Regions from separate parts of the Ovis aries genome. Here region 2 is linked to region 1. Evidence: chromatin contacts called from public Hi-C data. All regions are on one chromosome and are shown on one strand. Each heading gives the region's core, a stretch centred on a gene start, on an enhancer-like site or on the middle of the called end of the contact. The rest is flanking DNA. Distances are from core to core; before and after follow the strand shown. Region 1 overlaps FBXW11 (F-box and WD repeat domain containing 11). Region 2 holds the start of FBXW11 (F-box and WD repeat domain containing 11).

What was found. A called contact is a pair of places that touch in the nucleus more often than the background predicts.
Region 2: a Hi-C map of liver shows a contact between it and region 1, with 3 times the contacts expected there. The contact joins the promoter of FBXW11 here to the enhancer-like site in region 1. A contact is called at or near these places in 7 of 16 Hi-C or Micro-C datasets (blood, hypothalamus, liver and 3 more).

The regions. Positions count from the first base shown.
Region 1 is chr16:3,892,161-3,894,900 of ARS-UI_Ramb_v3.0, forward strand. All of the region lies in intron 2 of FBXW11 (F-box and WD repeat domain containing 11), which reads right to left. Among named protein-coding and RNA genes, the nearest start is that of FBXW11, 83 kb to the right of the region's middle. Within about 2 kb of position 1,266, at least 13 of the 54 cell types and tissues checked have an H3K27ac peak or open chromatin away from gene starts, as enhancers often do. A contact at or near this core is called in liver, where this site is marked.
Region 2 is chr16:3,975,575-3,978,274 of ARS-UI_Ramb_v3.0, forward strand. FBXW11 (F-box and WD repeat domain containing 11) reads right to left here and starts at 1,263. Exons shown (of 14, transcript XM_042233672.2): 1 at 1,051-1,263. It overlaps LOC105602450 (a long non-coding RNA gene), which reads left to right and starts at 1,527. Exons shown (of 3, transcript XR_009596741.1): 1 at 1,527-1,703.

The DNA.
Region 1 (2,740 bases), core at 16-2,515:
AAGTAATTCATGGAGTACACATGTATCTAAATTCTGGGATAAATCCTGCTTGCCATTCAATTCCTATACAGGAAACCTTGATATAAGAAGTTCTTTATACTAGAGATTCTTGGGCTTTGGGGTATGCATGAGGGTGATACATATCATGAAGTCATACACGGAAGTGTGTATACATTCCTCCAGAAAGATCCAGTTTTCATTAGATCTTGAAGGTGTCTCAAATGTGATAAAATAACAAAGCATGTCTTTGACCAAACAGGAGGCCAGGGTGGATGGAGCCTAGGTTCATGTGCTTCACTTTGATTTAAAGTTCTCCCAGTAATTTTTATGTCTATCTCTGCTTTAAAATTACTGCTATGGCAAAATGATGTAGTCCATGTAGTACCACCATCCTAAGGAAATAGCACTGATACCTCTGTTAACAGACTCTGCCCCAACACGAGGTATTTCCAAACTACCAAATACCATGAGAATCTAATATCTGTTCCTTCTCTTATAAAAGGACTTCCCTTGTGGCTCAGACGGTAAAGCGTCTGCCTACAATGCAGACGACCTGGGTTCAATCCCCGGGTCAGGAAGGTCCTCTGGAGAAGGAAATGGCAATCCACTCCAGTGCTCTTGCCTGGAAAACCCCGTGGATGGAGGAGCGTGGTAGGCTACAGTCCACGGGGTCGCAAAGAGTCGGACACGACTGAGCACCTTCACTTGGTCACTTTCAGGAGAAGATGCCAAAATGAAAATGCTCCTCTCAAGCTACACTAACCAGAAGATCATTTCCAAAGAGTATTCCAGGTTAACACAAGCGATGCTCAGAGAGAACAGGATCCTATGGCCTAATTATGTTTGACAAACGTGGTGCGTCACATGAGCGGTGCCCCGACCCCACTCCCAGAGACGATGGCACACCTCATCAAGACACTAGAGGTGAGCTCTGCAAAGCAACTATCCTTCGATAAAAAATAAGTTGATCAGAAAAGAGACACTAAAGATATCTCTTTAGTAATACCTCTTAGTTAAAAAGTGAGGCTAGGTTAGTTTAACCTAGCTTTCCCAAATTTGTTGGATATGGCCACCCCCTTTCACAAGCTCTTAATAAGAGCGCTGCACAACCCTGACTAGGGCAGTAACACGGCATGACCCCCCTCCTCCGATTTCACCAGACAAACCCTTTCTGGGGGCAAAGGGAATGTCCACTTTGCTACACACAATGCATTCCTCTCCTGTTTCCAGTCACCTCCCCAGCCTGCCACATGGGGTTAGTCTCTAGAAAGGCGAGGCAGGCTCTAAGCAGTGATTCATCTCTGCCAGTAGGTGCCACCAACTAACACAGAATATGCTTCACTTGGAAAATTCTCTACTTTAAAGAGTTACATAAGAGGAATCAACTTCCTACTTTTAAAATGCTACAAATTCTGCATTCTGGCTTCATGGTAAATGCTTATCAGTGTAAGATTCATATCAGAAACATCTTTACTCCTGAGGTAAAGCAAAAACAGAAACCAAAGCAAAACTGCAAACCTCAGGAAAGGCCTCAGAAAACATGGGGGCCTTCTACCGTTCTCTCCTGTGGTTTTAAATTTTTGGATTTAAGAAATTAAGGGCAACAGATTCATGGTGCAAAATGCTATCAGACAGCTTTATTTAGTCCCTGCACCAGGCTTGTTTCCTACATTATCTTTTGCTCTTCAGAAAAAATATGAAAGTAGATATTCCAATTTTACAGAAGAAATTGAGGGTCAGAGAAAGAAGTAACTGGCTAAGAGTTACCCAGTAAATAAGAAACGTGGGGCTCAGATCTAGGTCTGCTGTACTCAGAAATAAATGAACTTTCTATACAGAAAAATACTTCTCTCAGGTGTTTTCCAACTGCTGGCTGTAGCCTATGAAATCAATTTAATGGGCTATAACCAGCATTTTTTTAATAAAACGAAATTGAATCCGGGCATTCCCCTGCCCACAATGGTAAGCATAACAAAAATCACACAAAAAGGCTAAAGGCAATAAGCAAAAACATGTTAACAGGAAAAATCAAATTAAAAGGAAAGCGAAAGTCATTACTGCAAGGAGAGCAATACTCAAGTTAAACCAATAAATAACACACAGGGCTTTAAACCTCTCTAAAAGGCAAAAATCTATAAAAAGGATAATGTGTACTTTTATATAATGAATAAAATTCCAAAAAGTACAAAAAAATTAGAAATATTAAATAAACACCTTTTCACCTTCGACACATCAAACAGACCAACCAACAAACAACACTTGATTTTCCACGAACATTAAAAAAATAAAAAATAAAAAAAGACAGCACATCGAGCCAGAGGAGAAATCTCAAACACAGTCAGGGAGCAGGAGGAGGTGACACGTTTGAGATCAGACCAAGCAGAGAAGCCTAGGTTTAGTCTGCCAATTAGTACTTGCATAAACTAGAGATAAATACATGGAGCAATGACTGTCACAGGCACATCAAACACCTTCGAGTTGTCCCCCCCTAACCTAGCCTACAATTCTTCCCCTTAGTGTTACCCAACATACTGCTGGAGAACGAGATCAGTGGAAACCCAGAAGCATTCATCTGGAAAAAGAGGAGACAAACTTGTCCAGAAAAGCAGCCGCTACCTGTCATGCCACTCTTGCGGCTCAGAAGGAAGCTCTATGCGCCATGTATGTATCTACGCACTCTATTTTTAATACAATGATTCCAGCCACCAGTAAGTTCAACTTAATCAGAAATGTTCTCCTC
Region 2 (2,700 bases), core at 13-2,512, 83 kb after region 1:
TTCAAACTGGCAGTAACAGCTGCCATATTCTACTTTTTGCGCCAAATCATCCACCAAGTAGCAAATTTTTCGTTTCCACTAGCCACTCTCTCGTGGTCCTGTTTCTAAAAACCCATTCTGGATCCAAGTCCTAAGGCGGAAGGGGGCTGGGGTGTTGGTGGGTTCAGAGAGTCTGGCCTGGCTACCAAAGGTTTCTAAACAGAAGAGAGATCGCTTCCCCTGGGCCGTAGGCTCCCCTCTCCTTTTTTTTCTAGAAGAAAGAACTGGCGGCAGTGATGAGGACAGCCCCTCCCCCCTCCTCCCCAATTTTCCCAAAGCAGCTCAGGAAAACGTGAAGTTACAGTTTCTCTTTCCAGGGAGATGGAATCCAGAGTACCTACGGCCTTGCTCTGCAAACATCCCTCTCGGCCGAGTAGGAAACCCTTTGTCCGAGAAGCCGGACACCACAGGGGGCCGGGAAAGAGGCCCCTTTTCGGTCACAGCCTCCAACCCGAAAGCTCTCCACCTCCTCCCCCATAGGGCCGATGCCGGCATCAATACAGCCCTAGGTCGAGACGAGGGTGCTGAGACCCCTTCCGGGATGCGGAGGCTACGGCCCTGGAGATCTACTCAGTACCCTCTCCCATCACCATCTCACTCGGCCTGAGTGGGGCTGGCAAGAGCGATGCAGGCCTGGACTGGAGAAACAGAGAAGGGAAAAAAAAAAAACAAAACCTTCTAAAGAGGGAACCGGGATGCTAGAGTGAGTGTGAGCTAAGGCCACAGCCTAAGCCAGCGAGGGTCGTTCGAGGGACGGGCCCGGAGATAGAAGGGAGGGAGGGTGGGAGGAAAACCGAGGGGCATGGAGGGGGCCGGGCCGGGTCCGGCCTGTGAGCTCGAGGGATCCGGAGGAACCGCGCCGGGCCAGAGGCCAGGCAAGGCGGGGGGCCCAGGTCCGGGCCGAGGCAGCAGGGAAGGGCCAGGGCTGGCCTCGCGCCGGACGTTGAGGTGGGCAGGCCCGCCCGGGGCCGGTCGGACGGAAGAACGGACGGTCCAGCGGGCCGCACTCACCATGAGCTCGATGGTCTTGTCCTCAATCACCGAGTCGGGCTCCATGGCGGCCCCGGCGGCCCCGCCTCGCTCTCCCCGCGCAGCAGCGAACGGCCCGGGCGGAGGAGGCGACGGCGGAGGCGGCAGAGGCGGAGGCGGCTCTCGCACCCACTCTCGCTGCCAGCCCGCCCGGGCCGCCGGCAGCTCCGCCCTCCCCCTCGGCGAACGCAGTACGCAGAGCGAGGACTACAGCTCCCGGCAGGCGCCGCGAGCGACGCAGAGCGTTGTGGGGACGAGAGTCCGGCAGCAGGCCACTCTCTCCCGGCTGCTCGAAGCGGAATTCGGAGCGGAAAGCAGCACTGGACTGTGAATGCGAGACCTGCAGACCTGAAGATTTAAGGGCTCTCTCAAAGTGGGGCCTGGGCAGCGGCCCAACTACATGTCCCAGAAAGCCCTGCTCTCGGGTTCTCCTTCCGGCTGCCTGCTCCTGACTTCCTGGCAGCCCGAGGCTACCCGGACCGGCACCGAAACTCCGAGGCAACTCTTCACTTGTCAGAGATACTGCGACCGATTTCCGCACATGCGCGCTCGATGTCTGCAGCGCCCACTCGACGCTGAAGTAGCGGCGCGACTGGTCCGCTAGCGTTTACGATAGGGTGAGGTGTGGACGACAGGTGGGTTCGACGTGCGACAGGAGGGGGTGGTCTTGGGGCTCAGGCGTGGGAGAGCGGCCCACGAACGGCAGAATCTCAGGCAGACGGGTAGGCGTCCTAGGCGTGTCGGAAAGTTAGTAGGGGAGGAGAAGGTTTATGGTCTATATACACCACGTACCGGGAGGAACTGAGAAATGAAAGGGGATCCGTGTATATTGAGCCCCTTTCATTGATTTGTTCAGAAAATATGTTTCCAAACTTCCAGCCTCTGCTGGGTACCAGGGTAGGCACTGGAAATTCAACTCTGAACCTTACAGACAAGGCCTCTCTGCTGAAGGAGCTTAATTCCAGGGAGGGGAAGACAGGCATTAATCGCAGGAGTGACAGGTGCTAAGAAGGAATACAGCTGGAGACGCCTTCCAGTGAATTCTGCCTTCAGCTCTGTGTGAACGTTGTCGTCTGTCAGTACCCTCTAACAAAGGGGAGCAAAGGCACACCCATAGCTGAACAAGTGGAGTTTACTACTGGGTGCGGGAAGGGAGGACACACACCACGAAGAACCGTAGAGCATCTCAGAAGGAGTTGTCAGGTGGTTTGGAAGAGGGTTTAAGGAAGTGGGGCTTTATTCTAGATAAGATGCTGTCAGGAAGTGGGGTAATTCTCTGATTGGCTATCCCAATAAACCTTACCTAGAAAGAAAGAATGCTAGAATGAGGCTAAAACTCTAATTGGTAGAGAAGCAGGAGTCCCTCATTAGCCAGGCTGGGGGATGTTTGGTCATTTTTTATGGTTTGGACAATGTATATGTTTTATCTGTGTTCAAATGTAATTAAGGAGGGGTATTGCTTTTGTATTGCTCTGTCATGGTCTCAGAATGGCTTTGTCTACCGTTAATTGTTCTCTGAAATTATATTTAACAGAGGAACACAAAGCCAGCTAAGACGGCCAGGTTTATCATCTCATAGCATTACTACCGGTCCAGTTGTATCAGGCCAGCTTCCAAATGTTGGCCGTTCTC